Regions from separate parts of the Mus musculus genome. Here region 1 is linked to region 2. A link is a contact called in public promoter capture Hi-C data. All regions are on one chromosome and are shown on one strand. The core of a region is the stretch at or near the end of the contact, and the rest is flanking DNA. Distances in the headings are between cores, read along the strand shown.

Region 1 (6,317 bases), core at 3,287-5,786, 800 kb before region 2:
ACCACTGAGGCATTTCTCCAGCCCCAGTAAGCTTTCTTTAGATTAGAGAAGTTTTCTTCTATGATTTTGTTGAAGATGTTTTCTGGGCTTTGAGTTGGGATTTTCTCCTTCTTTTATTCCTGTTATTCTTAGGTTTGGCTTTTTCATAGTGTCTCAAATTTCCTGGATGGGTTGTGTCAGGAACATTTTAGATTTAACATTTTCTTTGACCTATGTATCAATTTCTTCTGTTGTATCTTCTATGCCTGAGGTTCTCTCTTCAATCTCTTGTATTCTGCTGGTGATGCTTGCTTCTGTAATTCCTGTTTGCTTACCTAGATTTTCCAACACCAGGATTCCCTCAGTTTGTTTTTTTTGTTTTTGATTTTTGTTTTTGTTTTTGTTTTTGTTTTGTTTTGTTTTTTATTGCTTCTATTTTCATTTTCAGGTTTTGGAAAGTTCTGTTCTTTTTTCACCCATTTGTTGTATTTTCCTGGATGTCATTTCATACTATCATCTTCATAAGGTTGTATTTAAGATCATTTTCTTGTACTGCAGCTGGAATATCCAGGCCTTGCTCTAGTATAGCTGGGCTCTTGATGGTGCCATATTTCCATGGATACTATTAGCTGTGTTCTTATTCTGGCCTCCAGTCATCTGTGTTTGGGGTGATTATAGGTTTAGGTGCTGACTTCTGAGTTTATCTTTATTGGGTAGACAGTTTTTGGATTTTCCACCTTGGTTTCTGTTTCTTCTATGGTCTTCTGCCCTGAGTGGACTGGGGTTCTGGTGAACACTGAGTCTTCAAGTCTGGTAGGGTGTCTCTGCTGGGGTTTTTGTAGCCTGCATGACCTCTGGGGCCTACGCTGCCTCTCAGGCTCCAAGTATATGTGTGACCTCTGGGGTTCTGGATACTTGCTTGGTCTCTGGAGTTCCTATTACTGCCTGACCTCCAGGAAAGCAAAAGTCTTTTGCTAAAGCTTTGGGCTGGAATATGGAGGCCAAGGGAGGGGTGCAATTTGGGACTGTTGACTGTGCTTTAAGGGGCCCTCTATTCCTTCTTAAGCAGCTATTATGATCAAGTCCAACAGAAAAAGACAAGATAGGAAGGCTAGCACTCAAGACCCAAGCTGGTAGTTTTGGAGATTAAATATCTGACCCAAGAACCCAAGGGTAGGGGGGGTCTTCAGGATAAGCTACTTGAAGGACAGTGCCCAGCAGTCAGTGTTGTTCTTAAACAGCAGCTATGCATAGGCAGATCTCACACACCAGCCTTCTCATTGTTTTAGGTGTATATATACAGTGTGAATGTGTTTGTGTATGAATGTTTGTGTGTGTGTGTGTGTGTGTGTGTATGTGTGTATGTGTGTGCGTGGCAAGTGCTTATCCACTAAGTCATCTTCCAGCCCTCTCAAAAAATATTAAAACTAACTCAGAGTAGTTTGTAATCATAGTATGTGCCATAGACCACATGTATGGAATTGTCTTAATTATTATAATACATATGATACACATTGTAGATTCACGTGCCCATTTCCCAGTATAAGCAAATGCTGTCGTTTGTATTGGACGTGAGAACCTGCATTTAAAAAAGCACCAGGAGGGCTCAGGTGAACTGAGATTTTAGGACATCAACCTAAAGTGATCAGTGAAAGGACCATTGTGGGAAGATGAAGATCAACCATCCAAAGCTGGAGGAAACCTGTCTCCGACAAGTCACTTGCTGCCCTAGATGACTTAGAGATAGGACATGACAAGAAAATCTCACAAGATTCCCTCCAGATGTGTAACACCATGAAAAACACACTCCCTTCAAGTCTAACAGCACACACAGGAACAAAACTCTGAGCTATCCAAAAATGTGTCAGCAAGGGCAGACACAGGAGCTGGAGAGGGACAAACAGGTTTGGGAAGAATATGGGAAGCAGACAGCAAGAGGTTGAAATCCAAGAGAATTTTGGACATTTTCCTATAAGGGAGTTGGATGCTCTGGGTGTCAATGTATTTGGAAAAAACAGTGGTTTTGTTATTTGGCAGTTTTAGGATTTTGTTTTTTAAAGGGAAAGTGTGTGAGGCATGTAGAGATTGACTAGGTAGAAGGCTCCTGCGATGGGCCACACTCGAAGCCAAAAGAATGGAAGCAGGACTTGAGCACGGAATGAATAGAAAGAAACGTGAGGCATCTTTCTGAGTACAGACAGAACTCTGGAAGTGCTGAAGCTGAACTTGTAAGAAAGAGAGCGGGAAATCAAAGCTTGGCACCCCTTTTAATCTTGTAAGTAATCTTGGGGGGCGTGGTTCGAGACAGGGTTTCTCTGTGTAGCCCTGGCTGTCCTGGAACTCACTTTGTAGACCAGGTTGGCCTCGAACTCAGAAATCTCCCTGCCTCTGCCTCCTGAGTGCTGGAATTAAAGGCATGCGCCACCACTCCTGGCTCTAATCTTGTAAGTATTGATCATGGGGTGCACATACCTTCTGTAGACAGAGATGCTCTCTCTGTCTGGGCCTTGCCATAGCAATTATTCCCCCAGTGACATATCTACTTGATGGCTCTGTCTTCGTGCATCTCCAGGCACCTCCCCACAGCACCTTGATGTGAACTTTTGCCAAAGATGTGTCTGATTCACAGTTGGGAACACACAGGATCTGGTTAAAGTAAGGGGGGGAAAAGGGCCAGAGGCAGCATGTCAAATCTTGGCATGGTAGGCTCTCAGTGGGAATACTCTGGACTGAGCATTAAATGATAGGTAGGTAGATAGCTGATTGATAGATAGATAAATGATAGATGAGCAGTAGATAGATAGATAGATAGATAGATAGATAGATAGATGAATGAAAATAGATAGATACTTGATGAGTGATGAATAAATGATGATAGCTAAATGGCTGGCTGGATAGATAGATGATCAATGAGGGCTGGCAAGATGACTCTGCCACCCGATACAAGCCTGACAGCCTGAGTTTGGTCCTCAGAAACTGCATAGAAGTAGAAAGAAAGAATCCATTCCACAAAGTTTCATTTTGATCTTAATACCCATGCTGTGGCATACACATCCATCCACATATGAATAATAACAATATGAAAGTGATAGATGGTTATTTAGCTATATAAAATGTAATAGCTACTGATGGCTGCTGTAGCTAGGTAGATAGATATGATAGACAATCATACCAGGAGAAAATGGTCAACACCTACAATTATTATTTTCCCAAATATATAAAATGGAGGGAAGAAGCTGGGGAGATGGCTCAGTCAGTAATCCGACTGACTCCAGATTCCCAGCAGTCACAGAAAAGGCTTAAGCCAGTGCTATAAGCTCTGTAAACCCAGCGCTGACAGTATGGAGACAGGATAGTCCCAGGGGCTTGCTAGCTAGACAGCAGAACCAAAGGGTAAACTGCAGGCTTAACGAGAGAACTTGCCTTAAAGAAAAATAAGGTGAAGTGATTGAGGAAGACAATAGACACTAATCTCCTACACACACACACACACACACACACACACACACACACACACACACAAGGAAACAGTCACAGGGAACTCTGGACAAAGTTTGAAATACATTCCGTTGCTTTCAGTCCTCACAGTGGACTTATGGGAAGAAGACAAGAGCAGAGAGGTTCATGACTGGCCTGTATTTACGCTGCCCAGGTTCCCTACGGCTGAGAGATTTCTCAGATGACTCTCCTCCTCTTGAAACCCAAAAAAAGCAATGCAGAGGAGGGAGAGGAACCCAGATGAGCTGACTCTTCCCTAGGCTAGCAGCTTCTCCCACAAACATTTGCACAAAGCCTATGTGCAGCTAAGTGAAAATCCTTTCCTGGCCTTCCAGAGGGACCTTGATCCAAGCAAAGTGAAAATAAATCTGCTAAGCTTCAGACATGCCCACTGTCCCCATCTCGGCAAAAAAGCATCTGTATTGACAAAAAGCAAAAAAATTTAACCTTGTTACTGGGCTAAGCACAATTTATGCAAGTGATGAAAAGAGGCCTATGAGATATCAGATAGAAGGATAAACTCTTTTCCCTTAGTGGCCATTAGAACACCGCCCGTTTGATAAAGCCACCTGTGGCTGCTAGGGTCTAGGCTGAAGGCGCTAATTTCCTGTCTGCCATACTCTGCGACTTGTAGATATTGAGAACAAAAAAATGTCATAAATGTGTGGAAGATGTCACTATTGTTTTGTATTCCCACTGGGTGGATCCCACGTTGTGAGAGTTTATAGGGGCAGAAGCCCACAGTTGAGTTTAGCTGGAAAATGACAGAACAGGAGCGAGTAGTGACATGCCCAGATCCTTAGATACCACTGAGCAAGCCCCAGTGTGGAATGCTCACAGGGTGGGTGATTTTAGGCAGAGGACACACCCAGTTGCCTAAGGTGCCGCAGCTGCCCGCAACTGCTTGATTGCCTGACTCTGGCGATTGCTTTCGGGGCGGGGTTAGAAGCAGACCTCCCGTCCACCTTTCAGTGGGGTCTGACGTCATGGTGAGTCATCTGCTCCACTACAAAGTCGGGAATCCGAGGGGGCAGTCAAGATGGTCTAAGGAGAAACAGCTGGGGCTCATTGGCCTGTCGCAGACAGGAAGTTAGCACCTCCAGTCTCTGCCCCAGGAGCCACAGTTGGCTTTATCAAACAGGAAGAGACAAGATTAGAATACGGTGGGGCTGAAAAATACAGTCTAGACTGATTGTCCCTGAAGAGTTGTCATCCACACGAGCTTCTGAAAGCCAATTCACAGGAAGGTATCCCAACCCAAGGTGCCAAGTGAGCCCACTGTGCAGGTGTCAGCCACACAGTTGCCATTGGGAAGTAGGAAAACACCAGCTCTGAGCTATGTGGAAGCATGAGTATTGGTCCTGGATGGATGTGACAACTACTGGGGACACTAAGGGTAGGTACCGTCCTTATCTGGCATCAGCCAAGGATGTGGAGATGCAGGATGTGATGTAGAGAGCTACCTCAGTTAGTCTTTGCTTTCAGCAAAATAAGTATCATGTCCCTGGACCTGCAGGTAGTCCACACAGAAGTGAAAGAATTGGGTCTAGTGCATCTGTGGGCAAGGTAAAGCACACCAGGTGGAGGCGCTATGGAGACAGACTCCAAGCTCGCACTTGTAAAGTACCAGGAATCAGAACTGCCTAGGGAAGACAGCCGGATACCAGCAGAACTGGACTTCCTGGTCATGACTGCTGGATCTGACCAAGAGAGTTCTTCGGTTGCTGAATTCCATATTTAAATTTAGCCTGCAAATGAAAAAAAAAAAGCAGCTTTTTACAACTCTAAATAAACTTTCTACTACTGAGAATGGTGATTGAAGCAAAAGTAAAAATAGCTGCTCACACCACGATTTGAGGAAATCTAAATCTGAAACGATCGTGTTTTTTTTTTTTTTTTCCTTATTTGCATGCTACCAAATAAGGACATCGGGGAAGCAATGAGTCACCAAGATTCTAGCATTTACCAGACTGCAACATGAGGGGAACGCATTCCCTAGGATGAGCTCTGTGATTGGCTTTCCCCTCATCCCCGATGTGGACCCTTATACACCTACCTGAAAAAATCGGTCCTGATTTCTTTTCCTAATTCTTATGGCAGTGTTTCAGTGAGTAATATTCATGCTTCAGACTGTCGAACCTGTGGAAATAATGTCCCACATCTGAGGAACAGCTCAACCCTTTCACAGATTTTTCCAACCTCTGTTATCTCGGTCGATCACACTCGATGTGCGCGGAATCTCCAAGGCAGAGCATGCGGCTGTCACCTAGGACATCACTGAACTGTGGATCTTTTTTGCAGAGACGGGTGACTCACCATCCAGGAGGGGGTGGAGGGAGGATGACACAAAGGAAAACGAGATTTAGAGATCTGAGCTCTCTGTTACCGTGTCACATGGTCCCTGCATAAACCAATGTTCTACAAGTGCGGAAGCCCAGCCGAAAGGTTCGGGCACGGCCTGCCCACCCAGTGTTTCCTTCTCCAGCTCTTAGAAGACAGTTTAAAGAGAGCTCCGGAATGTTCTGGTCTTTTGTTTGGAAATTTCGCCTGCTTGTTGACTAGTTGTCTGTGGACCGTGGGGTGGGTCTGTTTGCTTTAAACAGGCTGAACGATGTGTAAGGCATGCCGGCTGCTTTTGTGCCTGGCTTATTTGAAACTGTTTTAGTGTGACACTGGAGGACTTTAAAGGCAACTGTAGCTGTGGTGGGATGTTCTTGCAAGTTGGTACAAGAAAAAAATGTGTCTATTTCTTAGCACATGATCAGTGGTCTGCATCTCCCCTATAATTAATAATAAAAATAATAATAATATCACAGGGTCTTGCAAAGAAATTTGAATTA
Region 2 (6,621 bases), core at 672-3,171:
AATCTTCAAGAGATGGTTCTTTTGTTTCCATTATGTGAATCCAGGGGATCCAACTTGGTCCTCAGACTTGCTGGTCTCCAGACCCCAAAGACCTTAAATTACCAGCACATAAGCCACAAAATCATGATTATTGCTGGCACTGGACCTTAACATTGTTTTCAAATTTCTGTCTTTATCAACAACCAAAGATTAACTGGAGGTCATCTGAGTTAAGCCAACTTATTTCTGACCCTCGGTGTTTTCTGAAAGAGAACAGAAAAATGTCAAGGATTTTCTCAAGGGCAGTGAAGAATCTGTCCCGCAGCCGGGAACTGTCTGCACCTTTAGTCAGCTACAGCAGAAACTAACAAAAATGCCCTGGGGTGATGGAGAAGCAGCTGAAAATTCAGTGAAACTGACAACCAAAGTGCTTGGGTGTTTGTTTGGGAAACGGCTCTTTAAAATATGAAAAGAACCCAGAGAGTAGGTCTGAAGCTCACAGTGTAGACATACCATCTCTCCCAGCTGGGGCGGGCATACAGATGCAACTATGTTCACTTACCAGACTGAAAGGAGCAGAGAAATCGTGACCCGGCACTGACTCTTCCATCGGGCTGAGCATACATCACGCATCGACTATGCTTCAGAGCTTTCCTCAGTCGCTTTACTCGGGTCTACAAGACTCACAACGCTCTGTGGTGGTGGTGGTAGTGGCCTATGCCTTTAATCTCAACACTGCGGAGGCAGGGGGCAGGGATCCTGGTTTCTTGAGACGGGGTTTCTCTGTGTAGCCCTGGCTCCTGAAAACAGCTGGCCTCGCCTGCTCTACAGAGCGATTTTCAGGACACCCAGAGCTACACAGAGAAAACCTGTCTCAAGAAACCAAGATTCGGGGCTGGTGAGACGGCTCAACTGTTAGGAGCACTGACTGCTCTTCCAAAGGTCCTGAGTTCAAATCCCAGCAACCACATGGTGGCTCACAACCATCCGTAATGAGATCTGAGGCCCTCTTCGGGTGTGTCTGAAGACAACTACAGTGTACTTACATATAATAAATTAAAAAACAAAAAACAAAACAAAAAAAAAAAAAACAAGATTCACAGTTCAGACTGGAGAGATGGTTTAGTGTTTAAGAGCGGTTGCTACTCCCCCCAGAGAGCCCTTTACCTAACTTTCCTGTTAGTGGATTGTTTTGGTCACACACACACACACACACACACACACACACACACACACACACGCACACACACACACACACCACCGCCTAGTGCCTTCAGTGGTTCATTCATTCATTCATTCATTTTTGAAGCGGGGTCTCTTGTAGCCTACGGTGTCCTCAAAGATCTTGAACTCCTGAGCATCCTACCTCCCCCTCTGAGTGCTGGGAGTAACTTCTTGCGCCACCATGTCTGGTTTTATGCGCTGTTGGGTATCGAACCCATGCTAGATAAACTCTTTACCCTATATTTAAAAGTCCTGGCTGGCTTAGAACTCAGCCATCGCCAGGGGGAAACCTTACCCTTCCTTTAATCATAAGCCTGTAAAGTCGTCTCTTAAGTTTCCCGCTACCTCTTCCTGGGAATGCTAACACAGTGTGTGGAATAAAGTGGTCTTCCACCTGGAGAATACATTCCGTCTGCGCATGAATCCTGAATCAAGCGCGCTTCTCTAAACGTGTCCTGCGTGCTCGGGAGATAACTCCATGGGACAGAGCGGGTCAGGCACGTAACAGCGACTTCTAAGCTCCCTAGCCTCTTCTGAGATGCAGCCATTAAGCGACTGCTGGGGAGCACGGGACTGCAACTCTATTAGAGCTGGGTAAGGGGACCAAGGTGCTAACCACTAACTCGATCCCCTTCCCACATCCCCCGGGGCTGGGACGCACGGGATCTGGAGTCCCACCCGGGGCGGGGCGCTCCCTGGCTCCTCCCTCTGAGCCTGGGTTGCTTGATCCGCTGCTGAATCTGAGCGCATCTGGCGATGTATCTCCGCAGGGCTGTGTCCAAGACTCTGGCGCTGCCCCGGAGGGCGCCCCCGGGTCCCGCGCCGCTGGGGAAGGACGGTGAGTGTCCCACACTTCTCTACCCGTCCAGGCTGGGCACCAGCGCCCCGAACCCTGGGCCAGTGAAGGAACAGTGAGGGAGGGTCTCAGGCCAGCCCTCCGAATTTCTTGGAAACTTTGGGAATAAGGACCTTTTCCAGGATGGCCTCTGAATCCAAATTAGACTTCCTGGGTTCCAGTCTTGAATTCCTGATCTCCGGCAAGTAATGTTCCTTCATTTTTTTTAAGTGACTGTGGGTTATGATCAGTAGATATGGAGTGAAAAGAACCACTTCGAAGAGGGTTTGGCTTTCTCCTAGAGTTCCACGGTTTTCTATTCAATGAACCACTAGTTTCTCCGAAGAGGTGAAGGAACGGATAGGTAGGTGGACGTGGGGTGTTCACGTGTTCGCAGGTGGGCCCTAGAAGAAGTGTCGGTTCACTGATCCCTGGCGGTGATAAACCCCCGGCTTCTTGTGGCCCTGATCATCCCTTCGAAGTGAGGCCTCGGGGTACTCTTCTGATGTTGCTGACAAGCTTGCAGCTCCGTCAGCTTCGGATTAGGGAATGCGTGAGGAAATGCGCTCTTGGAAATTTTCTAAAGAAGCAGCATCCTGGACTATAAGAGCTTACAGGCTTTGGGCTGGTTTGCAGGTCCTCTCCTAGCTGCCCACCCTCTCTGTTCATCACTCACTGGGGCACAGATCTTGGACACTAGAAAGTTAATTATTCTGTACTTTGCCCCACTCCTTGGGGCATCGGAGGCAGCATCCAAAGCAAAGATTTGACTGAGAAAGACAGAAAAACGCCTGTGGAAATCCATGAGCCAGAGCGAGCTTTGCTTTGCTTTGCTTTGCTTTAAGCACTTGTTCACCCTGCTTTGATTAGGCCTGTGTTGGTGGTGGATGGTCTCAAGAAAGAGATCTAGTCACCTATTCTTTTAAATGATGCTTAAAAGAAGTCTTCCCACAAGTACTAGAACGCCTTTCCCCTCTGTATGTGTATACCTCATAAGAGAGCAACTTGCAGAAGTGAGGAGACGCCATTTATTTTAAACTGATTATAATGGGGACTGTTCTGGTGCTCAGATAAAGAAAGAGATGAGACTGACCTCATCCTCCACAGAAAACTCTCTCTCTCTCCCTCCCTCCCTCCCCCCCCCCTCTCTCTCCCTCCCTCCCTCCCTCTCTCTCTCTCTCCCTCTCTCTCTCCATCCCTCCCTCCCCCCCACTCCCCCACCCCATCTCTCCCACAAGCACAGGCTTAGAGGCATAGGCACGCACCCATCAGAACCTGCATGTGCTCTGAGGTCAGCTTGCAAGAGGCAGTGGGTACCAGAAACTGAACTAGGTCTTGAGGCTTGGCTGCAGCCCCCTGTACTCCCTTGAGTCCTGCATCGACATCATACTTTCTTACATCCTCTGCCTCCCACTCCTCCCATTAGATCAAAATAAGACATAAATGTGCAGTGAGTAGTCCTGGATGCAGGGGAACTGACCTTATTTTAATTTTCACCTTTTTTTTTTTTTTTTTTTTTTTTTTTTTTGTGGTACTAGGGATCGAATCTAAGGTCTATCTAAGGCCCCATAGGCAAGTCTACTTCTACTGAATAATTACTAATAATTTTCAAGACAGGGTTTCTCTGTGTAGCCCTGGCTGTCCTGAACTCACTCTGTAGACCAGGCTGGCCTCAAACTTAGAGATCCTCTTAACTCTGCCTCCCAATTGCTGGGATTAAAGGCCTGGGCCACCAATCTGGCATTGATTGGAATCTTAAATTTGTCTTCCTTTGTGGGTATTAACTGCTGTACTGTTGGTACTTCCTACTTTAGTAAAAAATAAATTTGTTTCAGTGTTTATTTTTTGAAAGGTGTGTTTTAACTATCATTAAGTTTTGTCCTTTTTGCTGTAAAATGTAACTTTTCTGGTTATTAAAAATGTAACTTTTTAATGAATAATTTAGATTTACAGTAGTTCACTGGGAAAATATCAGAAAGACAAAATATAACATATAAATTAATCTTCCAATTTAGTAAATATCATTATTTATGGTTAGCCTACTTGGTTTTAGGGATTTTTTTTTTCTTTGTTTTTGCCTTATAGAAACAAGGTCTCGCTATCCAGGCTGGTCTGAAACACTTATATTGCCCTGCCTTACTGTCCCAAGTCATGGGGTCAGAGGTGTGCACCAACACATTCAACAACTATAGGCCTCTCTCTCTCTCTCTCTCCCTCTCTCTCTCTCTCTCTCTCTCTCTCTCTCTCTCTCTGTCTGTCTCCTTTCTTTTTCTCTGTTAAAGAGGACCAGCCTCTTTTTAAAAATATTTATTTATTTATTTATTTATTTATTTCATGTATATGGGTACACTGTCTCTGTCTTCAGACACATCAGAAGAAGGCATCAGATCCCATTACAGATGGTTGTGAGCCACCATGTGGTTGCTGGGAATTGAACTGAGGACCTCTGGAAGAGCAGTCAGTGCTCTGAAACACTGAGCCAGCCCTTTTTCTTTCTTTCTCAAGCACATTTTCCTTAAGGACCTTGACCCATACATCTGAGCCCTTCTGCTGTAGGATGTATTGTTATGCATTTTCACATAATGTGTGGTTGCGTTTTATCATAGTCTGGAGAACAATTTAGAGCACTGGTTGCTCTTGCAGAAGATCCAGGTTCAGTTCCCAGTACCCACAAGATGGCTCAAACAGTCTGAAACTCCAGTACTAGAGAACCTAAAGCCTGTCTCTGACCTTCAAGGGCACCAGCCATGCATGTGTTACATATCGTACATGCAGGCAAAGCACTCATACACATAAAACTATAAAACAAATAAATCCAAAAAAAAGAATTGTTTTTCTCCAGCCAGGGCCACAAAGAAACCCTGTCTCAAGAAACAAAACAAACAAAAAATTAACTCCTATTATTCACATTGTATAAACCTACTAAGATATGTTTGATAAATTCCTATTGGATATTTCTCTTACTACTATTTTAAATAACTCAGCTGAAATTGTATTTTTTAAAAGATTTATTTATTTATTTATTTATTTATTTATTTATTTATTGTAAGTACACTGTAGCTGTCTTCAGACACCCTAGAAGAGGGTATCAGATCTCATTACAGATGGTTGTGAGCCATCATGCAGTTGCTGGGATTTGAACTCACGATCTTCAGAAGAGCAGTCAGCGCTCTTAACCTCTGAGCCATCTCTCCAGCCCCCTGAAATTGTATTTAAATCTACTTGTATTGTTGATAATTTCTTTATATCTTTCTGGAGCGTATGGGGTGTAGCTTGCTCAGCATGTAGGAACCTTGGATTTGATTCCTAGTATTAAAAAAAAAAATCTTGGATCAAATAAGAAATCTATAGTTATACACATATGTCAAAAGGTTGTGAGGTGGGGGTTCTTTTTGTTATTTATTTATTTACTTACTTATGGTGCTGGGGAGGGAACTCAGGCCTCCTGTATAGTAGACACTCTCTACCATAAGTGGGGTGGGTTTTGGTAGGGTTGTTAGCAATGTGATGTGGGTCAGTGAGTAGGTTCTGTAGGTGCTCGTCATCAAGCCTGATGACCCCCAAGTTTTATCTCCAGGACCCACGTAGTGGGAGAAGGAAATTAGCTAGACTTGAGACTTTATTCTGTGATCCAGGCGATTCCAACAGCCCTCCCTCTGCAGCCTCCTAAGCAACTGGAACTAGAGCATGCACACCCAGATGACAGATCTGGGTTTTTTTGTGTTTTTATTTTAAATTTATTTATTTACTATATGTAAGAACACTGTAGCTGTCTTCAGACACACCAGAAGAGGGCATCAGATCCCATTACAGATGGTTGTGAGCCACCATGTGGCTGGTGGGATTTGAAGTCAGGACCTTCGGAAGAGCAGTCTTAACCGCTGAGCCATCTCTCCAGCCCCACAGATCTGTTTTTTTAAGCCAACAAAAGCCTCACCACAAACCAGCCAAGTGGTGGTCATCCACCAAGAGGATTCAAGAGGGCTGAGAAAGAGGAGGGACAAGGGTGTGGCTGGCCTCAGCTAAGCGGCTTGTGCATTCTGAGCATGTGCTCTACCCATCTTCAAGGGCAAATTTTATCCTTAGCTATAAGGGCACTTAATTAATTTTTAAAACAATCCTTCCCTTCTTTCTCAAATGGACAGCTGGAAAAAAAAAAGAACAGAAAAGGGCAGAAATGATAATTTCTGATGAAGTAACTGTTGGACATGTTTGGAGGAGTGTGTTTCTTTTGCCTTTTGCGTGGGTGTTGAGCTTATTTGCTTCTTGTGTTTGTCTTCACCCACATCTGCCCTTCCCGACACCAAGATGGCAGGCTTCACCAGGGACTCTGAAATCAGAGGAGAGGCTGTTGGATAAGATTAATCCTCTGCCTTCAACAACTGCCTTCCCAGAAGTGAAAATCTCTGACAGTAATAGGAGAAACTACTTAAAAGATGTAATTATTTAGGATGCCTGTATTGTGTGGTGAAAGTAACCTTGTATAAACTTGTTTTCCTAGCATCTCTTCGCCGAATGTCATCCAGGAAATTCCCTGGAACATCTGGCTCCAATATGATCTATTACCTGGTTGTAGGTGTGAC

Evidence for each region. Promoter capture Hi-C pulls out the DNA fragments that hold promoters and counts their contacts.
Region 1: a contact with region 2 is called in a promoter capture Hi-C map of pre-B cells, with 4 times the contacts expected there. The contact joins the enhancer-like site here to the promoter of Mgarp in region 2. A contact is called at or near these places in 4 of 39 promoter capture datasets (the C10 cell line, hippocampal neurons, liver and 1 more) and 6 of 115 datasets of contacts at active chromatin or transcription factors (the 230-238 cell line, acute myeloid leukemia, large pre-B cells and 3 more).

The regions. Positions count from the first base shown.
Region 1 is chr3:52,197,695-52,204,011 of GRCm38.p6, reverse strand. No RefSeq gene overlaps it. Among named protein-coding and RNA genes, the nearest start is that of Gm30074, 21 kb to the right of the region's middle. Within about 2 kb of position 4,536, at least 208 of the 459 cell types and tissues checked have an H3K27ac peak or open chromatin away from gene starts, as enhancers often do. A contact at or near this core is called in the 230-238 cell line, hippocampal neurons, liver and 3 more, where this site is marked.
Region 2 is chr3:51,391,847-51,398,467 of GRCm38.p6, reverse strand. Mgarp (mitochondria localized glutamic acid rich protein) reads left to right here and starts at 1,921. Exons shown (of 4, transcript NM_026358.3): 1 at 1,921-2,041; 2 at 6,540-6,621. The coding sequence starts at 1,960.